Linked DNA regions of Sus scrofa: region 2 is linked to region 1. A link is a contact called in public promoter capture Hi-C data. All regions are on one chromosome and are shown on one strand. The core of a region is the stretch at or near the end of the contact, and the rest is flanking DNA. Distances in the headings are between cores, read along the strand shown. Region 1 holds the start of ABT1 (activator of basal transcription 1). Region 2 holds the start of LOC574051 (histone H1.2-like protein).

Region 1 (6,730 bases), core at 1,601-4,100:
GATTCTTTGTCACCTCCAGAGCTGCTCTGCATGATTGTCACCCCTCTCTTGCCTAAGCAGAGGCACCATGTACAAGCGCAACAGATGGGCATCATTTGTGCACAACTACCTCTTAGGCATTCCCTGTCTTTACAATGGTTTGAACCCAACACTCCATCTAGAGTTTTGTTTATAATGTTAAGAGTTCACTAGGCCCTTACAGACTTCTGTTCACCTTTCAGGAATGATCTGAAAAACATGGTGAAAACTGACCTATCTCAGAAGAATGATCAGAAATCAACAACACATTGAGAGCACTGTCTAACTTCCCAGAAAAAGCCAACCATTCCCTCCCATGGCCCCACTCTACCCCTTATGCACATCTACCATGGTATCTGTAGTACTTCTGTATACTTATTTCTTAAACACCTGTCTTTTTTTAGTAGAAGGGCCATGTGTTATTACCCACTGTCACTCTATATCCTCACACAGTGATTTAGTAAATGCTGAAATCAATAAGGATTAACAACATGGCCTACGAAAGTGATTATATAGAAAAGGTTGGGGAGCAGGGGAGACTCTTAGACCAGGACATGGCGTGAAGGTGAGTGACCAGTACACAGAAAGAAGGTGGAACTTATCCAATGACCATCCCCACCCCCTATAAACTACAAAGGCATATCAAATATATACTTTTTTCTTTTCTATAAATACATTTGGAAGGGGTCACCCACGCCACTCCTACCTCATTAGTCCCTGTCCCTATTAGTCTTTTCTAAATAAAAAGGATATCATTGCTACCCAGTACCTGTGGCTGGTAAACAGCTGTCTAGACCAGCCATTATCACTCTAGCTCAAAGCAAGAGCTCTTTCTGGAGCCAGAAAGTAGGATTTTTAGAGGGCTTCGATGGGCAGGAGGCAGGCAGCTAAGAATCAAACAAGACAAAACAGGCGTCTACAGTAGTTATAATCATGCTAGTAGGAACTAAGTGCCCCAGCCAGGCATGTACAGGAGTTTGGGGAGGCTGACAACACTCCTATGCCTGAGCACGCATCAGAGACTCCTGCTGAGAAACACAATAAAATGTCCACCTGGGTAGTAAATATCATGTAGACAGGATGCAGGGCTGGGCTAAGAGGTGGAAGAAGCCTCTCTGCCCCTCAAGAGTTCCTGACCAGAGAGGAGTCCTCCAAGCTCTCTGAGGGTGCAGGGGCTCCAAAGATCCTGGCAAGAAGCCCTCGATTGGAGCGGGCCTGTTCCTCAGCATTAGCCAGGCGAGCCCGTTCACGTCCTCCTGGCCGAGCTGCTTTCCGGGCTCTCAACTCCTGCTCAGTAGGACGCTGGGCGAAGGCCCAGGAGCCATTCGGGCGGGTAGAGTCCCCATCAGCAGCAAGGAAACGCTGTCCACGCTCCACACTTCGAAGATAGAAGTCAGTCTCACGTTTGGCCTGGGCAACCTCCGCCCTCAGGCGCTGCCTGCGCACCTGGCGCTCAAAGGCAAGATGCTCGCTGAGGTGGGACCAAGTAAAACGGTGCAGGTACTGTGGACAGGAAAACAAGAGAAGATCTGGGTAGGGCAGGTCAGAGATGGAGAAGAGATGGGAGGAACAGGGCCACCGAGAGGTTATAGAGGTCCAAGGGCTGGGGCTGGGAAGGCAGGAGTATGAGCTGTGGGGTAGACAAGCCAATGCCCTCACCTTGAGGTTCCACAGGTCATAACGGAAGGGACTGCGCCTGCGGGAGCCCATGGGCGTGTTGTGCAGACTGGCCGCCACACGCTTGGCTACTCGCTTGTCTCGGAACTCCACCCAGCCCTCGGTGTAGTCCTTGCTGTACTTGGAACGCTTTTTCCCTCCTGTGGTGGAGGCTGCTGCTGCCTTCTTTTTGCGCCTCACGAAGCCGTCTGCGAGCCAAAGGGAGAGCAGTGGTCAAGCAAGCCGACGCAGCACCCACTCAATTGTACCTTCCACTTGCCGAAGTCTCCAAATCTGCCCAAGGGCCAGGATCCCACCCCAAGATCTTTGCTCAGAAAAGGAGAACTGAAAGGTCCACCCTTTCTCCCTTGTCTAATTCAATCCTTTGCTCAGATGTCAACTCCTTAATCAGATCTGCCCTGAACATTCTATATAAAACCAGCATGGCCCTCTAACCCTAATTCCAATTTAGGGTTATAAGAAGTTGCAGACGGCTGACCGTACGTATACCGTCTTTTGACCTGGACCGCGATGGCAAAGGGTTATGTTCAGTTTTGTGGAAAAGCCACTGGGATTTTACTGCAGGCTATACCCATTTAACAAACTGGTAAATTCGTCTCGGGAAAGAGGGATTGGGGAAGCCGAAATTAAAATCTAAAAGTTAGCTATTCGAAAACTAAGGCTCAACTAGTCATACTGCGCTAACCACACCTCAGGCCCACCTCCTAAGGAAAGTGTGGACTACCTATTTACTAAAAAAGCCACACGCGGGGCCCCGGCTCGGTTCGTGCCTGGGATCCGCGCAGCCGAGGCAACAGGACACGCACTGTGTGCTCACCATCTGCAAGCATCACCCTCCACCCCTCATCACCACTGCCTCAGCACTTACCTTCCGGCTGGAAAAACACACGCCCGACCTCGCCGTAGGCGCTAAGAAGGTTCCGTACGTGCAAAGGCCTAAACCGGGGTGGGATGTGGCCCAGGTACACAATACCCGGCACTACCCGTTTCTTGCTGCCGCCAGCCGTTTCTTCAGATTCCTCCTCTGCTTCTGGTTTCTGGTCGTTCCCTTCCACAGGCTCCAACACAGCGGCTTCCTTATTCGACTCCTCTGCCTCCATGCTTGCCGGTAAGTAAAGCAAGACAGCCGTAAGGCGCCGCGCCTCTGACGCGCACCGTTTACGACTTCCTGCGTCGAGGGGGCGGGGTTTGTCCAGGGGTTGACAAATGAAAGAACAGGATTGTTCGGAACGGGCGGTTCCAGGCCTAACGGCGACGGCGGAAGTGGGCCCCGGGTCAGCCGGGAGATTCGAAGCAAGGGAGCAGCATCAGAGGATTAGGAGAGGCGAAATGACTTGACTCCTGAGCTGAAGAGGCAGAACTGGAGAGGTAGACCACCAAGTACAACTTACAGTACAGAACTCCTTGGTGAAATGTAAAAAGATGGGATGAGGAGGGCTCTTCCGGAAATTTTGGAGGACTCTGTGTTCTAGCAAGAACACAACATAGTATTTTACCCAAGGGGCTCAGGTGCGACTCAGGTTGGGGGATGACGCAATTTGTAAAGTTTACTTAAATTTCAGTTTTTTTAATTAATTAATTGAGTTTTGAAATTTTAATTATTTTTCAAAATTTAACTTAGGGATTTGAAGATTTCAAATTGAAGTTTGGAAATGTAACCTAACTTTGGAAATATAAGTTTTGGAAATCTGGCTACATTTTTGAAAATTTCATTTGTGAGCTATTAGTTTAAAAAAATTTATTTTAAAATATTTTTAAATTTGATTTTGTGAAGTTCCCATCGTGGCGCAGTGGTTAACGAAGCCAACTAGGAACCATGAGGTTGCGGGTTTGATCCCTTGCCTTGCTCAGTAGGTTCAGGATCCGGCGTTGTCTTGAGCTGTGGTGTAGGTTGCAGACGCGGCTCGGAGCCCGCGTTGCTGTGGCCCTGGAGTAGGCTGGCGGCGACAGCTCCGATTAGACCCCTAGCCTGGGAACCTCCACATGCCGCGGGTGCGGCCCTAGAAAAGGCAAAAAGACAAAAATAAAATTTGATTTTGTAAGATGTCTAAAAATTTTGAATGCATGACGATTATTTCTTTTAAAAAAAACTTATTTGGTGCCTGTTTTACGTTTGTATTGATACATGATTCATATTTATACTTACGTTACAAATACCTGTCGTCAAATGTGTACATGGTCCTGATTTAGGCCCCCTCCTGGATCACCGAGCTTTATTCTCTCTGGGACTTATTTTCACGGTTTGAGGGCCCAGGGTGGGCCACCCCAAAATGTGCCTGAATGGCATATTGGTTATTTTGAATTAATGTTTACTGAAGACATGGTCAATACAAGGGGAACTCTCTAACACTTCTTTCTGTTTCCCTGAAAGCAGGAAATAAATCTCTCATGTGAAATGTGCACTCCCTGCATTTGGGGGTAGAAGGACACCATTATCACCAAAGAGAGAGAATTCTTGGCTAAGGATGCATAAACCGTACTTTAATTTAGTACCCCAAGTCCAAATTCTACTTGAGCCTTCACTAATTGGGAACCAGCGTTTCTCTATCCTGTCAGTTCCTCATAAATTTATTGTTTCTTTGTCTAAAAAGTGTAAAAGCTGTCTGCTTTGGCCACTTCTTAGGTGCCGTTTCTATGAGACCTCCAGGCTCATGAATTAAAATTGTTTCTTTCTCTCCTGTTAATATCTAGTATCAATTTTATTGCGGCGTGTCCAACCACAAGATCTCGAGGAGTAGAGGGGGACATTTCCCCTCCCTGACAAAAGATTTGCCCTTAGATCACAGACTGATTTTCACTGTGCGTTGAAGCCATTCATCACAAGAACTGCCACAGCCCACGCTGTACCCAGCTGATGGCTGGGCCCTGAGAGCTGTGCCTTCACCAAACCCGAGGCCGCTTTTTACCCCCGTGACGCGCCCACTAGGGGGCGCAATCCTCATCCTTAAGGTGCGGCGGGTCCTCTGGGTCCCCTTGGGGCCTACTGCAAGGGGCCCGGCCCTGGAATGCGGAGGAGTTTGAGGATAACAGCCATTGTTGGACAGGCCTCCAAGTATATTTACAAAGTTAACGCGGCACCGCTTTCTTTGATGGAATGGTCTAAAGGTATAATAAAGTAGACTTTCGAGTTCTCACACGCCTCTTGCATTAATTTTATTGACGAGAACTATCTCTTTGCCTTCTTTTTTGGAGTGGGGAGAGGACAATGAGAGGAGCAAACTAGGTCCTGCTTTTCTTAACACCAACGTTTTCAAAACATTAAGCAATAGTCAATTAAATGAAAGTACCTCTTGGGATTGCCTCAAAGAATGGGGGTGGGGAAGGGAGTCTTGTGGGGGAGTGGATGATGTCAGTTGTGCCAGTGTGATGGCTACAATGATAATTTATGTTACCTCTTCCTTGGGCTTATTTGAAATTGTCATTGATAAAATATTCACAGACGTCTCAACAGGGAGCTCTAAAGGGCCACCGAACCTCAAAAAAAAAAAAAAAATTAAAGTGAAAATATTGTGCTAGGGGCGACCTTCTCATTACCCATAAACCCCTTCTCAACTCAGTGAAAAAAGGCAGACTTCCTAGAGACTGCATCTTTAGCTACCCCATGGACCTTCGGTGAAGCAACTTCTGTTGACAGCCTTTGCTACTCAGTCATACAAGATCATCTCTGAGTATAAAGAACGGCTCCGTGTTCAACTTTAGCTCTCTGGCTTCAGTATCAAGATGACAAACCTTTCAAAAAGGTAAGTCCTTCGAGCCGGATTCGAACCAGCGACCTAAGGATGACCATGATGAAACACCTACAGTCCTCCGCTCTACCAACTGAGCTATCGAAGGAACTGTGAGAGTTTTTCTTAAAATACCTTAAATAATCTTTAATAGTTTTAACTATAGGTCTATTTAAAAAATAGAGGCAAACATGAAGCCTGCTGGAAATATTCTAAAGCTTATATGGTTAGTAATTATGGAAGTATATTAGATAATTCATGCCTCTGAATACTAAAGGTTTGTGTTTTAATTCGTTATCCCACTCTCTAGGGCATAATGTAGATAGGACCATCACCCTTATTCTTGCTGTCCCATCCGCTCAATCAAAAGTGGTGAAACGGTTCTCGTCAGTGAATTCTACTAGACATAGACTGAGCATACGTTTGGTAAAGATCCAACTTGAATGGGTTTATCTTTTTTGATTTACGATTTTCAAAAGTCCTGTCCTTCGAGCCGGATTCGAACCAGCGACCTAAGGATAACCAACTCCATGGTACCTACAGTCCTCCGCTCTACCAACTGAGCTATCGAAGGACTGCCTTTATAGGCTTTTTTAGAATTCCTAAAATAATGTCTACAGACGGTTTCTATTCTGATAATATTAATACTTTTAAAAGTATAATCCAAAAAAAAAGTATGATGAAATTTAACGGTCTTTTTCGATATTGAATATGCTCTGTGTAATTAATCTGGGTAGTTGGTATCATAGGTTTAATAAATGGTTAAAATCCTTTGGGTTATACATTTACGACATTTAAGCCCCCCCCCCCAAAAAAAAAACTTCGTTTACCTTATTTACTTTCTTATTCCAAATACAGTCACATTTGGATTTGTGAAGAACGCAATTCAGTTCGGAGCAGTAAGTTTAGAGTTGAGTCAATAGTTTAACAACTGGTTAAACTTCCATGTGAATTCTAAGATAGTATTCTTGATTTTCATTTTACTTCCATGAAAGAAGCTAAGTGGTTGAAATTTTAATTCCTAATCCAATGCTATTGGAAACTAGAACTCGCCCCTGATAGTTGAAAGCTCCCAGTCGCGCCCAGTTCACAAGTCATTCCAAAGCTCAATCTGAGTTGTGGAATCGGGCTACTTTTTTCGCTCCAATTCTACACCTGCACTCCTAATAAAATCAAGGGGACGGGGGCGGGAGGATGAGTGGAGGCCAAATTGACTTCTGTAGCTGGATGGATTCTGTCCAAGGAGGAGTAAGGAGACAACACCCAGATGGTAGTGAGTCTCAAGACAAGTCTGACTTTGAGCCAAGTTT
Region 2 (6,730 bases), core at 2,741-5,240, 280 kb after region 1:
TTTATTCCTTCATTCTCTTGTCTGTCTTTCCTATCAGCTTTATCACACTGTATGATAACCATGTTTTTCTATTTCAGCCTCACCATATAGAATTCCTTAAGAGAGAGTTTACTTGGCTGATCTTTGTTTTTATTCTCTCTCCTGGTGTCTTTTGCTAAATGAGTGCTCAGTAAGTGTGTGAAAACTCACACATAGCAGAGTAATAAGCCAGGAAACAAAAAAAAAATATGTCCTAAGAAATCTATCAAAATTCATACGTCATTTTTCCCTCCCAAATAGTCATTGTATAAAGCTATATATTTCTTCTGATTAAGGCGATTGCCTAACCTATGTTTGTATCTTGTGCTTTATAAATGCCTTCATTAGAGGCCTGAGAAGGTATAAAAAACAAAAATCTTCTCATTATTGACAAATCCTTTTCTTTTGTGGGTGGGTTTGACTTTTGAAATAATTTAAAATTGTTTGAAAAGAAGCTTGAAGGTGGTTACAAAAACCCTGTTCCTTGTGTCTCTTATGTGGTTCTAAGAGCAATTCCAAAATGTCAGGTAAAAGTGTTTTGCAATGTATCGTTTCTTTTGTAATACTCTCTATGTATTTATTGAGCCCTACTCTGTGCGTTAAGACTAAGTTCTCTGTTTCCCCTGTGTAATTTGACAGTATGTCAGGGACAAGATACTGAAACTTTGGTCTCAGCCCTTGAGGTATCCGGACACTGGTGGGGCAAACCTTGTGGCTCAGGTCTGTTGCTTCCTTGTTGGCCATATGCCTGCAGAGATTGGGAAAAAAAAGATAAAAGTTCCTCTGGATTATTAGTAAGAATGGTTTGTGAGGCTGAAACCAAGAGACAGACTGGAGAGTTTACAATCCTATTTAGGCTGCAGATCTCAAAGTTCTTTTCTTTGGCATATATATATATATATATATATATATATATATATATATATTATATATATATATATATTTATTTATTTATTTTTTTCCAGCTATCCTACACTTTGCACTCTCTGAGCAGGCACGCTAGTGGAGTGCCTGCTTTTATTAGCCCCATCCCTTGGTGACTCAGGAAAAGCAGGTTTTAATCAATTTTATTTGGGGCCTATAACAAGCAGACAGAATCCTATTTGCGTTCTGGAAGTGAAAGACAAATCAGCTGTCTGCCCTGATCCACACACCTGTCCCAACAACTCTTCTTACACTCCTTTGAGTGTGTCTTGATATTCGAATCGTTCTCTTTCCAGCTCCATTTGAACTTAACATTCTACTCTGCATCTTTAACGCTGACCTCAATTTATTGCTATCTTGCGTCTATCAATTTTTTTTTTTTTTTTCCCTTTTTAGGGCCTCTTCTGTGGCATACAGAAATTCCCAGGCTAGGGTTGACTCGGAGCTGCAGCTTCCTATATACACCGCAGCCACAGCAACAAGGGATCTGAGCCACTGAGCTAGGCCAGGGCTTGAACTCCCATCCTCATGGCTACTACTCAAGTTGGTAACCCACTGAACCATAACAAGGAACTCCAAGACCATCAATTTTGAATGGGAAGACCACACCTTTAATCTGAATTTTCCCTGGAGCTGATTTTAGATCTTTTGTTGCTAACAGGCTCATCAATCTTGTTTCAATGCCTAAGACTCCATGGGACATCTATAGGCTCTAAGGTCACTTTGAAGGTGGTGGTGAGGTCCCTCGTGGCATAGTGGGTTAAGGATCCTGCATTGTCACTGCAGCAGCTGTGGCACGAGTTGGATCCCTAGCCCAGAAACTTATACATGCTGTTGGCATGGGCAAAAATAAATACAGTAATTAAAATAAATAAAATAATATGTGTGACTCACACTGTTTCATTGTATAGCATGGCCTTAGAGCATTTGATGACCCACAAGTGGACTTAGAGAATCTCTAATACAGCTTGAAAAGACATGAAGAAATATCTTTGCTTTTTTTTTTTTTTTTAATTTTTCTCGACATGACTTACAGGGATCAGGAGAAAGGCTACTGGTTTTTCTGCCTTCTGGCCTCTACTATGTGGCCAGGAGGTTGAGATCAAGAATTCGAGTGGCTGGTGTCCTAATAACTAGATCTCTGGATTTTGATTTGCAGATAGATAGACTTGATTGATTTAACCTCAGTGATCATACCAGAACACTGATTCACATTAATCAATCTTACACGCTGCTGCTTTGCAAAAAGGGACACCAATTTGCAGTGAAGGGAACTTCAGTAACCTGGTAATCAAGACTCCACACAGCTATTTTCCTGGTGGTTATGCACACTTAACTGAGTTTCAATGAAGAAGGTGCTCATTGCACACAGAAATCAGAACAAAGCGGCATGCTCTTTATTTTTTTTTTGGCAAAATACATTAGTATGATGAAGGTACTTTAGTTGTTTGTACACTTTCAGTGATTTCTTACAATTCCTATGCCCAAAGTCACACTGATGGATGGCAGGTCTAAAGTGATTTTCTATGGTTGCTAATTCATCCATAGCTAATCTTATTAGGCTGTTAATTCCCAGAGGACATGAGCAGTAGTGGACAGTTTCCAAATGTTGAATGAATGTTATTCAGGGAAACCATGGGGTTATCCTTAGTCTCAAAGAGGATGCCTCCTTTTTCATTCACCACTGAACTTAATTTGTATAACCCCTTTTGACTACCACATCTAACAGACATCTTTATTACATATTTTCATCTAGATGTAGTAGTAAAGTGAACTTGAGAATAGAATACACCTGGCCCAACTTAGAGACGATGAGAAGAGGTGAGCTTATCAGCAAAAAGTCGTATCATAATTTTTTTGTTCTAGTCTTTTTCCTCTATTTCTCTTTAAAAATGTGCCATTTTCAGCTATTTCAAATCTGTGGTTCATCCTAAAAGTCAAAAATGTATCTTGTTGCTTTAAATTCCATCTAGACTTTTGAGTTCCCAGTTAGAGAATGTCCTTCTATACCAGGACATGTGTTAGACATTGTTTGTTATTAGAAGTAACCTAGAATTTTCATGCGCTGAAATGCATCTCTTTATTGAAGCATACAAAAATAAATAAATATATACACACTTATTTGAAAACAGATCGTCTCAACTTCCCTGGACTGCCAAGTCTACTGGGGTTTATTTGCAGGCTTGTGTGTGTGTGTGGAGGGGGTCTCTCTTTTTCTCTTATTATCCCTATTCTTGAGGGCCTGACCCCCTACCTGGCACAACCCAGAGGGGAACCTGAGAGCTTTTAAAAAACAGCCTAATTTCTTGCCTTTGGAGAAGTGAAGAGTGCCCCGCCCCCATCTATGAAAAGAGGCATTTGATAGTTTCAATGTCTTCAAATCAAAGATTTAGGTCTCTAACCCCCCACCACCCAGGACCCCCAAGGCCTACGAACCCCCTCCCATCCCGCCCTAACTGCTTTGGACTGGCCCAGAATCCTTGTCCCAGTCCACAGTTCCTGTGGGTCTGTACGCAGAAATCACAGAGGACCTGTGTTACTTCCCTTGCGAAGAAACAGAATTCTGGTGTAAATTTAGGTGGAAATCATTTTGTGTTTGGCCCCCAAAGAAGGGAAGCATGTGCCCAACCACCCCTGAGAAAAAGAACTTCCAGGGGCAAAGGAGCGAACAGGTAATTTAGAAGAAAAACAGAAAGTGGTCTCCGACTGCCCAGGATTTCCCTAGGAGTTGGGGGAGTTGGGGACGCCTGGACGCGTAGTCTTGGTGGTTGCGGAAAAAATAAAGATAGATCACGAAGCCTGAGGCTTCTCGGATCCTTTTCCGAGCAAATCCGAGTGATTTGGTGCGAGGTATTTTAATATTTTCCCCTTTTTGTGCAGTGGAACAAACACAACTTGGGCGCACCGCGGCGGCTCAGAGCCTGCCAGCCAGGCGGGCGACCGGAGCACCAATCAGCGCGCGCCTGCGCTCTATATATACGGCGGCCCGACCCAGGCGCGGCTGCATCGGCGCTTTGCCACTTGTACCCGAGTTCTCGATCTTCATCATGTCGGAGACTGCTCCTGCCGCTCCCGCCGCCGCGCCTCCTGCGGAGAAGACCCCGGTCAAGAAGAAGGCCGCCAAGAAGCCTGCTGGGGCGCGCCGTAAGGCGTCTGGACCCCCAGTGTCCGAGCTCATCACCAAGGCTGTTGCTGCCTCCAAGGAGCGCAGCGGCGTGTCCCTGGCTGCGCTCAAGAAGGCGCTGGCGGCTGCTGGCTACGATGTGGAGAAGAATAACAGCCGCATCAAGCTGGGTCTCAAGAGCCTGGTGAGCAAGGGCACCTTGGTACAGACCAAGGGCACTGGGGCTTCTGGCTCCTTTAAGCTCAACAAGAAGGCGGCCACCGGTGAGACCAAGCCCAAGGCCAAGAAGTCGGGCGCGGCCAAGCCCAAGAAAAGTGCTGGGGCAGCCAAGAAGCCCAAAAGGCCATGGGCTCGGCCACCCCGAAAAAAGCCGCTAAGAAGACCCCGAAGAAGGCGAAGAAGCCGGCCGCAGCTGCTGTGACCAAGAAAGTGGCCAAGAGCCCAAAGAAAGCTAAGGCTGCCAAACCTAAGAAGGCTGCCAAGAGCGCGGCTAAGGCAGTGAAGCCCAAGGCCGCCAAGCCCAAGGTTGCAAAGCCCAAGAAGGCTGCACCCAAAAAGAAGTAGGTTGCTGAACGTCTGCTTCTAAAACCCAAAAAGGCTCTTTTCAGAGCCACCACGGATCTCAAAAAAAGAGCTGTGTACTTTAACTTTGGTCCTACTTGTCTTGTCGCTCTACACTTAACCCCTTCTAATTTTTAATCCTAAGGCGGGTTTGGGCGCGAGCTGTGGCGGACACTACCTTGGAAGGGCGGAGAGGTCGGCGGAGCAGTTCAGTGGGCGGGTAGACAGACCCTCGACCCCTCCCTGTGGGGTAGCAGCACCTTCCTGGGTCTGCCTCCCGGTCAGCAGTTTGCAAAGGCTTTCCGGCGCCTGGCGCACTTGGGACATCCGCCAGCCCCACCCCTCTCCTGTGAACAGCAAAACAACCACAAATACATTCAGCCAGTTTTCAGGCCGAAGGGATATTCCGATTGGGCTAAAAACCCATTCAAAAGTCCCGCCCAGTTACTGGGTTGGCTCCCTGCTCCAGCCCATGATTTTCACGCTGTGTTTCATTGGTTGGTGGCCGGCCTCTATCCATGTTCTATGTTCTCGGATGTTTGTTTTCTTACTGTTGCATAAACCCTTTTACTTGATAGAGCCAAGTGTTGTTTTTCAGTGGTTTTCCATGTATCCGAAAGTCAAGTTGGTGTCTACTGAGGGCGTTGGTAGCGTCCAACCCAGGGAGGAGAGTGCGTGTAGGCGCCCTTGCCCCACCTCCTTCCCAGCGTTGCGTTCTTTTAATTCCTGTTTACTGTGGCAGTAAAGGAACTAGTGAAAAACTGCTACGCCGGCGGCAACTGCTCCTCCGCCCAGGGCAAGGCTAGGCTAGGGATTTTTTTCTGTTCCTCGCATAGTTTAACTTTGGATAAATGTGTGACGGTTTGGAGCACATCAAAAACAACTTTTAGTCGGCCATTTTGTCCTGGCGGGCCGGTCCCAAGTCATTTTAGGTAACTTTAACATCTAAAAATCGGAGATGTTTTAAGTGTATTTTTGTGCAATCCAAATGTTTCTACACGAAAGAGATAAAATATTGGTAAGGTATTGGAAATGGGGGGGAGGCGTGATTTCTCTAATAAAGGGCTTTAGTTTTCATTAACAGTGTTACCTGTGGGATTCTTTCATATGCACGGTGTTTCTGGGTAGAGAAAGTCCAGCGCCCTGCTTTTATTCTGGGGGGGACGCAGGCGGGGGGCGCAAAGAATTTCTCAATTCCATTTCCTGGGACAGGGGCATGCCTGCAGCTCAGTACTTCAACCATTGCCACAAGGCCAAATCTTCTTGTTAATTGCTGGTTGTCGTGGTAGTGGCCCCAGAGTTCATTTCTCATCTTAGACACTATAGGAGAAACCAAGAAATCTAGTGGATAAAAAGAGCAGATTGGATCCAAGTGCAGAGAAAAGCAGCGAGAGACCTGTAGCGAATGCTGCAATGTCTGGATCTCTGTCCCCTTCTGAGTTCTGGTGCTTTGAGCCTTCTGACCTCCTGCCACTGGGGCCTCTCCAGTTGGCTCAGGTTGGGTCAAGTTGCAACAACCAGGAGACCGAATAAAGACACTCCAAATACAATATAGTTTGTGCTTATAGCACCATGTACTTACGTATGTGTCCCCTTTCTCCTTCAAATAATTTCAAGTCCACCATTTGCTTGATTTTCACATCAACTAAAAGGTAGGGGAGGAATCACTAAGCAAAGAGAGTTAATTTTCTTCATACCTCTTGTGAATGCCCTCTGGGGTGTAAATTTACTGGGTTTCTATAGAGTCGATCCTAACATTGAATGTTTCCTGCAAGCGTATTTGCATAGGTGAAAATTGTCCTGTCCTTTGAAACAAAACATATGGCTCAAAACCAAATATGAACATTTTTCAGTAAGGATAGAGGAAGGGTTCATTCACAGAGAGCTAAGTTATAGTAAAAGTCTCTAATTTTACCTAGTCTTGAGACACGGTCTTAAACAATGTTTTCTCAGTTTTTTGTGCATGTTCTTTCATTTTGTTCCATTCCCTCAATTGTTCGTATAGTCACTGACTTGGGTCTAATAAGCCATTCATTTGAATACAAAAACTGGCTAGTTTAACAAAAAGATCATTTTCTTGATTTTGTGTAGTTTATAAAACCT

Evidence for each region. Promoter capture Hi-C pulls out the DNA fragments that hold promoters and counts their contacts.
Region 2: a contact with region 1 is called in a promoter capture Hi-C map of fetal liver, with 2.3 times the contacts expected there. The contact joins the promoter of LOC574051 here to the promoter of ABT1 in region 1. A contact is called at or near these places in 3 of 5 promoter capture datasets (fetal liver, liver and skeletal muscle), 7 of 47 Hi-C or Micro-C datasets (blood, embryonic fibroblasts, mesenteric adipose tissue and 3 more) and 2 of 2 datasets of contacts at active chromatin or transcription factors (alveolar macrophages and skeletal muscle).

What each region holds. Positions count from the first base shown.
Region 1 is chr7:21,020,761-21,027,490 of Sscrofa11.1, reverse strand. ABT1 (activator of basal transcription 1) reads right to left here and starts at 2,850. Exons shown (of 3, transcript XM_001926306.7): 1 at 2,564-2,850; 2 at 1,678-1,883; 3 at 1-1,521. The coding sequence starts at 2,795. The coding sequence ends at 1,141. It overlaps LOC102162475 (a long non-coding RNA gene), which reads left to right and starts at 2,934. Exons shown (of 2, transcript XR_002346131.1): 1 at 2,934-3,063; 2 at 4,387-5,188. TRNAY-GUA (a tRNA gene) reads right to left here and starts at 5,994; the gene lies at 5,905-5,994. TRNAY-GUA (a tRNA gene) reads right to left here and starts at 5,529; the gene lies at 5,441-5,529.
Region 2 is chr7:20,741,616-20,748,345 of Sscrofa11.1, reverse strand. LOC574051 (histone H1.2-like protein) reads left to right here and starts at 3,990. Exons shown (of 2, transcript NM_001025216.1): 1 at 3,990-4,403; 2 at 4,406-4,630. The coding sequence starts at 3,990. The coding sequence ends at 4,630.